Linked DNA regions of Mus musculus: region 1 is linked to region 2. Evidence: chromatin contacts called from public Hi-C data. All regions are on one chromosome and are shown on one strand. Each heading gives the region's core, a stretch centred on a gene start, on an enhancer-like site or on the middle of the called end of the contact. The rest is flanking DNA. Distances are from core to core; before and after follow the strand shown.

The links. A called contact is a pair of places that touch in the nucleus more often than the background predicts.
Region 1: a Hi-C map of liver shows a contact between it and region 2, with 3 times the contacts expected there. The contact joins two enhancer-like sites. A contact is called at or near these places in 3 of 39 promoter capture datasets (liver and stem cell-derived epiblast-like cells) and 2 of 484 Hi-C or Micro-C datasets (both in liver).

What each region holds. Positions count from the first base shown.
Region 1 is chr16:26,695,790-26,701,386 of GRCm38.p6, forward strand. It overlaps Il1rap (interleukin 1 receptor accessory protein), which reads left to right. Exons shown (of 11, transcript NM_001159318.1): 7 at 3,038-3,164; 8 at 5,299-5,447. Among named protein-coding and RNA genes, the nearest start is that of Gm20319, 57 kb to the right of the region's middle. Within about 2 kb of position 2,517, at least 3 of the 459 cell types and tissues checked have an H3K27ac peak or open chromatin away from gene starts, as enhancers often do. A contact at or near this core is called in liver, where this site is marked.
Region 2 is chr16:26,381,568-26,387,141 of GRCm38.p6, forward strand. No RefSeq gene overlaps it. Among named protein-coding and RNA genes, the nearest start is that of Cldn1, 13 kb to the left of the region's middle. Within about 2 kb of position 2,929, at least 24 of the 459 cell types and tissues checked have an H3K27ac peak or open chromatin away from gene starts, as enhancers often do. A contact at or near this core is called in liver, where this site is marked.

The DNA of each region.
Region 1 (5,597 bases), core at 1,267-3,766, 310 kb after region 2:
GGAAGAGACTATTTTCGTTCTTTTGACTGAAAGCCTGCTCTAGAAGAGTAGAAAAGTCACAGAAAATTCTAACACATTTACATCATCTTCTGTACAGTATAACCATTCTAGAACCAATGAGAAATATAGAAGTGTGAACTGAAGATTATAGAGCCAGAGAATGTATGGGTATTTTGCCAAAAAGTGAAAGTTCTCATGTATAATTTGCCATGTAAAGAGTACAGGGCATGTTAAAAGGGTTGTCCAACCTAGGTGGACTGTATTTTTTAGAGTTAAGATTGGATTTGTGTAGTAATTTGAACATTCTTGCCAATGCCAAAGTGAAATCTGTCAGTCAGTCGAGTATGATTCATCTACTTAGCATGTCACACTTCAAAATCATTCTTGAACTCATGTTGATTTTACCTTTTTAAGTGAAACAATAGTTTCAAAGTCTATAGGAAAAAGTTAGGGAAGACACACATTGGAATAAGTCTGGAAAAAATGTTTGTCTGCCAAACCCAAGATAATTAGAGCTATCTTCAGAGTCCAGGCAATAGTGAACCAAAAATATTAGCACAAAGCAGAATTATTCTCAGCAGACTGGCATGTAAGTTCCAATCCAGGTCGAATCTTTACCTACTTCTTACTAACAATTTGACCTACAAATAACCTTTAATATGTAGAAATGTCAGCTTTTGCTTCTGTAGAAAATTAATTTTTTAAAAGACATCATGGTGTTTGGTAAGAATAAATACTTAGGCAGAGAAAAACCTCCTTGAGAAAGAGGGAAGAGGGCAACACAGGAGAGGGAGGCGGGGTAATATGTAACATTTAGGGTTTTATATATATATATATATATATATTTATATATATCTTGTGCCCCTTGGAATAAAAATGCTCCCCACCAAAAAAGCATTGACTATTTAATAAAAACGTAAGTGTTAGGCATGAGCAATCTCCATATTCAAGTTGTTAGGCAGGAGAGTCCAAAAAGCTCCCCATACAATACAGGCTTTTACTCTTTTCCTTGATCACATCTCAGAAATTGGAAGTCAGGCTCTATCACCAACAATACAGCACACTTTGGACAGAGAACTTAGGAATCAATCTAAATTCGAATTAGGTGTTTCTTTTCTGAAACCTAGCTCTCGTAATATGACAAGGAGATATGCAAGTTTCCAGTGGTGAGAAGCAACCCATAGCCCTATCAATCTCTAAAGCCTATGAACTACAATAGCAGAATAGCAATATATTCCAAAAGGTCCACTAATGGTACTTCCATTATAGGGCTAAGCAATAGCCATGTAAATTAGACTTGGAAGTCTTCTCAAGAGGTGGGAATTTATGCCTGACTCTTTAAATAGAGGCAACTGGCAAAGCCATCTAATGTAGAGGAAAAGCGACTACTACCTCCATGTGCCTGAACCAGTATAGTTTCCAACTTCTGTCTAAATACAAACAGCTAGATGCAGTAATCAACTCTTATCAGAGAAGCTTATTTGTATAGCAGACAAGGACACTCTGATCAAAATGTAAATGACAACTCACCATGGGTTGCCTATCCCCAGTTGATACACATACAACAGTCTCTTCACATACGTCTCAAGGAACACATACACATATAACTATATATCTTTAATTTTAAGTAGCTGTTTTGTAGACTCATCTACATCCCCTGGCTCTTATGTCCTTTTTGCTTTACCTCCATCAATGTTTCCTGAACTTGAAAGAGGTAATGCAGATTTCCCATTTAGGGATAGGCACTCACCGGTCACTTACATTCTTCAGTGCTATAGCCATTGATATATTGCCCAATACTTCAGTAAATAACACCCACATCCATGCTCATGCAAATACATGAATAAATTCAGAGGTCTATAATAAAAAATAGGAGGGAAATTGTTTGGGTAAAGGTGTTAAAGAAAATAGACGGGTGGTGGCCATGGCAGAATGGAAATAAACTTTATTATGTAAGTGTATATGATTTTGAAAGGATAAAATAGGAATAAAGGAAAACACGGACAGGTATTTAGTTCTACCGAGTTCACAGTAATGTGCTGGTCCTGACCTGATTGTTAGCACTGTGTCCCTGTTTGAAACGTCTCAGTGTCTTAAAGCATCTCAGCCACATAGCTTAGAGCTGCTATTTTAAACTAAGCTTCTGAGGGATTGGAGAGGAAGATTCCTTGGCCAGGTTACTTAGGAAATGACATCACTCTCTCCTCCTTGGACAAGGACCCACCATTTACAGACTTTTACTGGTCAATGCTATAGTTTGAAGGAGAATAACCGCCACTCCCATAGGCTCATATATCTGAATTCCTAGTGCCCAACTTATGGAACTGTTTGGGAGGAATTGTGAAACAGGACTGTGAGCTATGGCTGGAGGTGGGCTTTGAGGTTTCAAAAATCCCATGCGATTCCTAGGTAGCTTTCTCTGCCTCGTGTTTTTCCATGAGAAATAATCTCTTAGCTACCGTTCCAGCACCAAGCCTGCTGGCCTACAGCCATGATCCCTCTTACGATGATCATTGACTTTAACCCTCTGGAACTTTGAACCTCAAATCAAATGTTCTCTTTTATAACTTGCCTTGGCCATGGTGTTTTATAACAATGAAAGAAAGAAAGAAAGAAAGAAAGAAAGAGAGAGAGAGAGAGAGAGAGAGAGAGAGAGAGAGAGGAAAGAAAAGAAAAGAAAAGAAAAGAAAAGAAAAGAAAAGAAAAGAAAAGAAAGAGAAGGAAAGTTCCATTTTGCTTGTACTTTGTTTATGCCCTCATAACAAAATAACAGTACTAGAAGAGATTTGGCCTGAAAAGAATATAGTCAGAGTTCTTCTGACATTTTAGAAGATACTTATTTAGTGTTAAAAATGCCCACCCTTGTAATTTCATGGACACTTGCTCATTTTTCTTCTTGGTTTTATCCTCTCATGTGTTTGGTGTTTCGGTAGGTTGCCTTACAGTGGCCACTAGAGAATCAGGCATAACTAATCATATGAAATATATAGACTGATGGATTAATATAGGTTAACTTCATCGACTAAATTTATTTCAGGAGAGGAACTGGTTATTCCCTGCAAAGTCTATTTCAGTTTCATTATGGACTCCCACAATGAGGTCTGGTGGACCATTGATGGAAAGAAGCCTGATGACGTCACAGTCGACATCACTATTAATGAAAGGTATCCTGGCTGCATGCAGGTGCTCTAGTCTTTGTTAGTCTAAGGTCTTGATGAATATTATTCAATGTACATGATTATTATTATTCTTTAAGAAACTTAGCAAGATTTTTCAACCTTCAGGGGCTGCAGGGTCATTAAACTAGCAAGGCAAGTGCACATACTTGTCAGATTGTGTGACAAACTTTGGAATTGCATTGTCTTCAGGCTAGATAGCTTCATCACAGTGAACCCAAAGAGCAGGCATCAGATTGTTTTAAGTTCAACCAACTTCCCATGTTTCTGATTCTCACTTAAAGACATAAGGAGTGTATCTTTCACATGAGCAAGATGAATAAGAAGGAGATATGTTGGCATATGCTTCCATGAAAGTATAGTGTTGTCTTTCTCAGTCCTGGAGTATGGGTCTAAATAGTCTGTCTTACATAATGTATGTTAGTCTCTTCTATTAAAGTAACCATACTTTTCTCATCTTCCCCTGATACTTGAGAATTACTTATTAAATATTAACTAACTACATTTTTGTTCTCTAAATTTCACTTTTAAAAGTAAATGTTCAAAAATCCCAAAGAGCTAATTTTCAAAAGCTTATGGGTAATAATACATACCTCTCTTGATATAACAACTTGGGTCATTTCATTCTTAAGTAAACTTGATATTTGTAAGAATTTAACAAAGGAGAACGTATAGGTCTCTGGAGACAAAAGACTTCTCTGTAAGTGAGGTATAAATTGCTAGAGAGAATTGGTTCGCTCCAGAAACTAATAAATCACTGTGGTGACATATGTGACAGAATAGTTATTAAGACCCTAAATTTGGTCACCTTGTGCAAACAGACCTTAAGCTAATTGAATTTCTACAATTCAAACCTATTTCTTTCCTAATAGTAATGTAAGTTTTTGTAGAAATTATAAAATGTCTACTTTGAACAGCCTCTTTTCTTACTTAGCTATCCCTCATTAGGTAAACTATGACAGATCATGTGTCTATTTACAGTATCTGATATATAAGTAGTAGAGAAGGAGGAGATGTTAGAGGAGGAATTCTTAGAGGATTCCTTCAGTTCAGGGGGATTAAGGGGCCCTCCACAAAAGAAGCAGCGTTCAAATCAAACTTGCTCAGTTAAGATATGAACAGCAATCTGGTAAAGGGGACATTGTATGCACAGACCTGGATGTTTGAGAAACAGAGAAGAGTTGATGACAATTTTAGCTTGAAAACTCGAGGGACAATTATTGGTCATTTCAGGAATGTTAAGAATTGTGATTCTCATCCTCATAATAAATGAATGCTTAGGATAGCAAAGTCATGTTATTCTACCTTGCTGTGAGTAAGATATATTTGCAGTATTCCACAGAGCAGGACCTTAACGTGGAAGAAAACAACTGAGCCTCTAAACAAATGTTTATGAATGACAGTAAGTGTAATCTAAAGAAAAATATGCATATTGGCTAAGGGAGGGAGATATTTAGATCTTACCCAGACAGTTCGTTTAAAGGGAACTAAATAAAGTCCTGCTCTTACAACACAAAACACTTGGTCTTAGAGTTACTGGAGTTTGACTATATTTATTTCACAGCTCAGTTTTCTCATTCTGAGCTATTTCTTCTCTTCCTGTGTTAGGATTCAACTATGCAGTTTCAACATCACACAAAATGTCTGCCTGTGTTTGCAAGTCAAGCATCCAGTGTCTCTGCACTGCAACACTTACTATGGGGTTAAAATAGCACACGGGAGCACTCATCGAGTGTTTCTGCGGCAGACACAGATGCTTGGTCAGCCTTCCAAGTATTCCCGTAAATTATTCATATAATACACTCCTTCAAAAAACAGACAGGACATGCAAAGTTTAGAGACATTGCCCAAAGTACATAGCATTAAATGACAAAACATGCAGCAATCCTAAATGAGTCTGATCCCAGACGGTTCTTTGCAAGCTGGTACAGGCATTGTGCCCCAGCATCTAGATTTAGCTCGGAAGAAAGAGGTGTAGTGAGACTCTAGCATTGGGGTTTGTCCAGTGTGCGAGAAGATCCTTGCCAGCACCCCATCTGCCCTCACTTAACTTCTGATTCACAGAGAGAGCATAGGCATTGTATCTCACAGATATTTTTGATTTGCTTCTCCTTGTGTGTAGTGTAAGTTATTCTTCAACGGAAGATGAAACAAGGACTCAGATTTTGAGCATCAAGAAAGTCACCCCGGAGGATCTCAGGCGCAACTATGTCTGTCATGCTCGAAATACCAAAGGGGAAGCTGAGCAGGCTGCCAAGGTGAAACAGAAAGGTAATGGATGCACCGAGCCGATGACTCTGTGAACTCTCACGGTAACACAGTGGTGAATAGGAAATAAAGGAGAGAATTTCTGCACCCACATCGGACACAAAACACTGAGTCAGTTAAATGAAAAATCCTAAGAGAAAGCTTCCATCTTTG
Region 2 (5,574 bases), core at 1,679-4,178:
AACTACTTATTACATTATGAAGTTAGCTATGCTATTTTTATAATACAGGAACTAACAGACCTGGCTGGTTTTCTGTCAACTTGTCGCAAGCTAGAGTCATCTGGGAAAAGATTGAGAAAATACTTCCATCACAAAGGCCTGTCGACATTTTCTTGATTAATGATTGATGTAGAATGGCAGAGTCTACATGAGAAGTGGTGTTCCTAGACAGTAGTCCCAGGCTGTACACAAAAGAGCAAGCTGAGTGAGCCCTGTGGAGCTACCCTATTACCAGCATCAAGTGTCTCTGCTTCACTTTCTGCCTCCAGGTTCTTGTCTTGAGTTCCTGTGCTGACTCCCTTCAATGATGGATAGTGATCATTAAGTCGAAGCCAAATAATGCATCACCCACCCCCAAGTTGATTTTGGTCGGTGTTTTATCACAATAATAGAAAAACTGGAACACAAACCAATTGGCTGGTATTCATCCTATTGCTAATGGTCATTAAGTTGGCTCATAATAAAGCTCTGGAAGTCTGAATGCCAAATGGTCAAGAAGGTATCAGTTTTGGATCTGAGTCTTCCTAGCTGTGTAATCTTGGTACATTATTTATATTCTGAACTCCTCTGTTTCTCCACTAAAAGTAAATATAATAGTATTATGAATGTTACTAGTGGTTGGTGTCAGGGCTGGGTGTTTTCAGGTTCTTGACCTCTTCTGCAATGATTGGAAATAAAACCTCACAGATTTGCAGCAGCAAAAAGGAAACTGTATTTTATGCTAAGCAATAGAAAAGATTAGACTCCACTGCAAGAGAGCATCAGACCACATGAGCGAGGGTACTCCAGGGCTCTGACTACTGATTGAGGTTTCCTTTTATGGGCTGTAATAGAAAGGGAGGTTGGGTTGCTAAATGGCATGGTAAGGACAGTTCTCTATTTTGATTGATAGACTCGGTCACATAACCATGTTACTACTGTAGCATATAACCCTAACCAGACACACCTAATTTTAATCACATGTACACTTGCAGTGGTTTGAATTAAAATCATTCCTATAGACTCAGATTTTGAACTCTTAGTCCCCAGTAGGTGGAGATGTTTGGGAAGGATTAGGAGGTGTGGTATTGTTGGAAGAGGTATTTCACTGGGGTGGGCTTTGAGATTTCAAAATCTCATGCTATTCCCAATTACTTCTTTCTGTGTCTGTCTGTCTGTCTGTCTATAGTGCATGTGGATCAAAACTAAACTCTCAGTTACTGCTTAAGTACCATGTCTGCCTGTCTGCTAATAGGTTCCGTACCACGGTGTTTATGTTGTCTAACCTGGAGCCATGAACCCAATAAACTCTTCTGTAAATTGACTTGGTCATGGTGTTTTGTCACAGCAATCCAAAAGACCAAGACAACATCCAATTAAGCATAGGCACAAGGTAGTGAAATAGAGTCTCCCTCAGTTCGCTTAAGGACACAAGTTTGCTTGTCCCATGAGAGCTGCAGAAGTAAGGTCAGGGGTGGGGAGTGGCTGCAACTGGAGGCATTGGAAATAGGCTTGAGTAGAAACTATCTAAGTTTGTTTATAGGGGAGGTACAGAGAGAGGTGTGTGTACAGCTTGATTCAGGTTCCTAGAAGTACTGTCTGGCCGGATGTTTTACAGCGGTAAAGGAGATATACTGCCAAGTATGTTATTAGAAAATGAAGTTGTCCAGGGGTGAGTCCCCTCTCAGCTATCCAATATGAAATGGTCAGCCTTGAAGTCATAAACTTATAAACAACACTACCTTCACCAGGTCATATTTTGTATTTAGTGTATGTGTGAGCGTGTGTGTGTGTGTGTGTGTTTGTGTGTGTGTGTGTGTGTGTGTGTGTGTGTGTGTGTGTGTGTGTGTGTGTGTAAAATACATTAAAAAAAAAGCAAGAAGCCAGGATTTGATGGGGTTCGGGGGTGGGTGGCAGTGTTCATGGGAGGAAAGAAAAGGAATGAGGTGTTTTTATTTTAATGGTAACTTTTAAGAGGAAAATAAAGGGGTGTCCATAACCCAATCTAGTTGGACTAAGCTATCCTTGTTCTTTGTTCTTCTGTCAGCCTCACTTGCAGCATGTGATGCTTAGTGACAAGGACTGGGTTATTACATGCTTAGTGAAGGGCCTGGCACCAACTAATTGTTCTATAATCTCATCTTTTGGGATTGGTGTAGGAAACCTTCGAGATTGTGAGCCAGTATACGATTATGAGGATGGAGAGCAGACTAAAGGTGAGAGACTGTAGTGAGAGAAGCTTCATTACTATGCCCCCAGTGAGGTGTGAAACACGTTCCACAGTCACCAGAAAATTCATAGAGAGGAACAGGGCTTGATTGTCTAATGATAAAAACGCACAGGTGTCTTTTGCACTTAAAATTAAAATCTAAACTCTATGGAGGCATTTCAGAACATTCTTGTAGTCCCAGCTCATTGGAGGTAGAGATGGAGGATGAGGAGTTCAAGGTCATTTCCAGCTAGTAGGGAATTTCAGGCCAGCCTGGCTATGAGATCCTGACCTTGGAACAAAATCTAGAGTCTGCTACTGTTTCTCCCTTCTTTTCCCCTTTGTTTTTTATTTTATTTTGTAAAATAGGGGTTAAGTTAAGTAAAGTGAGGATCAATGAGTATACATGAGCATTATTGCAAGAACAAAGAGCAGAATATTACGAAAGCCCCATGGTTCAGTGGATCAGAGTGAACAGGAAGTTGCTTTACTGGTAGTCAGACCTCTGAGGACATGTGGGCTCAGATGTGGTCTCATTGAAAGCAGTTTGCAGGCTCAAAGCATTGGCCCTCCCTGCCTTAGAGGCTGAGCCGACTGAATTCAGCTGCTGAGCATGGCCTCCTTGCTGTCTTCCTCTGCTGTGTCATACTGACAGATGCATACACCACATCCCCACCGGCTTCATTAAATATTGACTGAACAAACAGTTTACTAAACATAGTTCCGGGTCTTCGATCAGGCAGACACTTGTCTCTGATTTTGTTCAGTATTATCTTGTGAATCTTTGACAGGTTACAGGAAAAAATATTTAAATGTGATCTAGACTGTCCTGGGTGCAATTTGATAAACAGAAGTCAAATATAGTTTTAGTTGTTAGTAATGTCTTTTTTTCCTTTTTATTTTTTATTTTTTTGAGTTCTGATATGGATTTCATCAAATACACAATCATCGTATCTTTGGAAAATTTCTGTTTGTAGTTCTAAAAATAAGCTCATCGGTTTTCTGTGGCTACTATAATAATCACTAGTTTAATAATTTAAAAGAATAGATATAATAATCATAATAAATAAATATTACACATTTACATAATATAAAACATTTATTGTTTTATATATGATTAAAAATAAAACCAAAACCCTAAATGTGTCTCATAGGATTAAAGTTGTCAGCAAGGTCACCTACTTTTCTGGAACTTTTTGGATTTTGCCTTGCCAGATTTTGGCTAATGACATCTTCTTACTGCTTTCAAAGCTGGAAGCTTGAAGTCAGTGTCTTTAAAGAAATTTCATCAAGTTCTTTAAAGAACATTTCTTTACAGGTATAGATTATATATTGAGCCTATTCTCTGGCACTCCTTGTCTCTCTCTCTCTTAAAGACTCTCGTTATGGAGCATTGTGTGTGCACAGATAACCTGAGATAACTGATGAGACACGTTAACTGTATGTGCAAGCCTTGCTCTCCATTTCCTATGTAGTGTAGTTTATTCCACAGGTGAGGTACTTAGATGTGAGCATCTCCAGGCAGGGGAGTTTATTATTCTGTCTACTACAATGAATCAGTACTTTACAATGTACAATGATCTTTCTTAAGACAGACGCTACATAAATACATTACAGATATTACAAGCTGCAGTTTGTGTTTCTAGAAGAATACAATTCTGATTAGTAATGGTAAAATAATTTAAATTATTAATTTTAAGAAAAATAAGATATCAATAATTTATTCTGTTTTTTTCCCGAGGCAGGATTTCTCTGTATATCTCCGGCTGTCCTGGAACTCACTTTGTAAAACAGGCTGGCCTCCAGCTCAGAAATCTGCCTGCCTCTGCCTCCCAAGTGTTGGGATTCAAGGCGTGCACTACCACCGCCCAGCTTCAAATTATTATTATTATTATTTTTTTTTTTTGGTTTTTTGAGACAGGGTTTCTTTGTATAGCTCTGGCTGTCCTGGAACTCAATTTGTAGACCACGCTGGCCTTGAAATCTGCCTGTCTCTGTCTCCCAAGTGCTGGGATTAAAGGCATGTGCCACCTCGCCTGGCTCATTCCTGACGATGCTACAGACTTAGTTCATAGGCAGCTAGTTATATGCATGAACTCATGAATTCATGGGGTTACCTGTGCCTGAAGGAACAGTTTGCAATAATGGACAAACAGAAAGAATCTCATTAGAAAAACAGAATCTTCTTCCTGGCATGGAAACTTAGTCATCCGAGGAATCTCAGATTTTAAGATGTTTATCTAACTAGGAGACCAGATTAAATGTTCTCTGTGGCACAACTCAAAAATATTTTCTTTCTGACTTAAGACAGCAGAAAAGATAAGGTTGCAAAACTAACAAAATTGAGCAACTGAGATGTAGTCTATATTTCTTGAAAGTAAAACAAGACACTATGTCCTCGAAGGTTAAAAAGAGATGATTTAAGATATACTGTGGCTAAACAGTCATGAATTTGGGTAAAAATAGTAGAACAGAGCCCAGCAATAGTGATAGCAATCACTATTAACATCAAGTCTGAAAGAGATGGACCAAAGAGATAGCAAAGCAGGTCTTATCTGCCAAGCGTAAAGATCAGAGTTCAGTTTAAAGAACAAACATGGTAGAAAGGAAGAACTGACTCCTGAGGCTTTCTTTCTGAAATACACACACACACACACACACACACACACACACACACACACACACACACACACACACATGTCTCAGCAGCCTACCTGAGAACACACACAAATACACCACACCCACACCAACAGAGGTAGAGAGGGAGAGCAGTGTAAAATCTACCCATATTTCTGGTTGGGTCAGAATATTAATTATTCTAAACATGTTTGAACATTGTTTCATCTCTCTGCTCTGTTTTAGTTGGAAGTCTTAAAGGAGAATACGGTTGTCATCAGGAGAGATGGTCTGTGAAAACCTACCAGATGGTAGGCAAATAAACTTTTGTACTTGATGAGGCTTGTGAACACCTCTTGTGCCTGAACCCACGTTATGCAATAGCACTAAAAGGCATCCCACAGAGCGAGGTAAATAAGGGCTTTTCCTCCAAAACATTAGGGAAGAAGTCTTTTGCATGAAAGAAATATTGGGAATTCTAAGACGGGTATTCATTCTGAAAAACATATTCTTAAAAATCTTTAGGCTATGCTCTGTGTGGTGGCACAGCCTTTTAATCCCAGCACTTAAAGGAGGCAGAAGCAGGTGGATCTCTGGGAGTTCAAGACTAGTGTAGTCTACACAGCAAGTTCCAGCATAAATAGCCCAAACCAAATCCAAAACAGAAGGAAGTATTTGGGCATGTATTATTCTAAACATGTTAACAAATTAGCAATAATGAGCATCTTGAA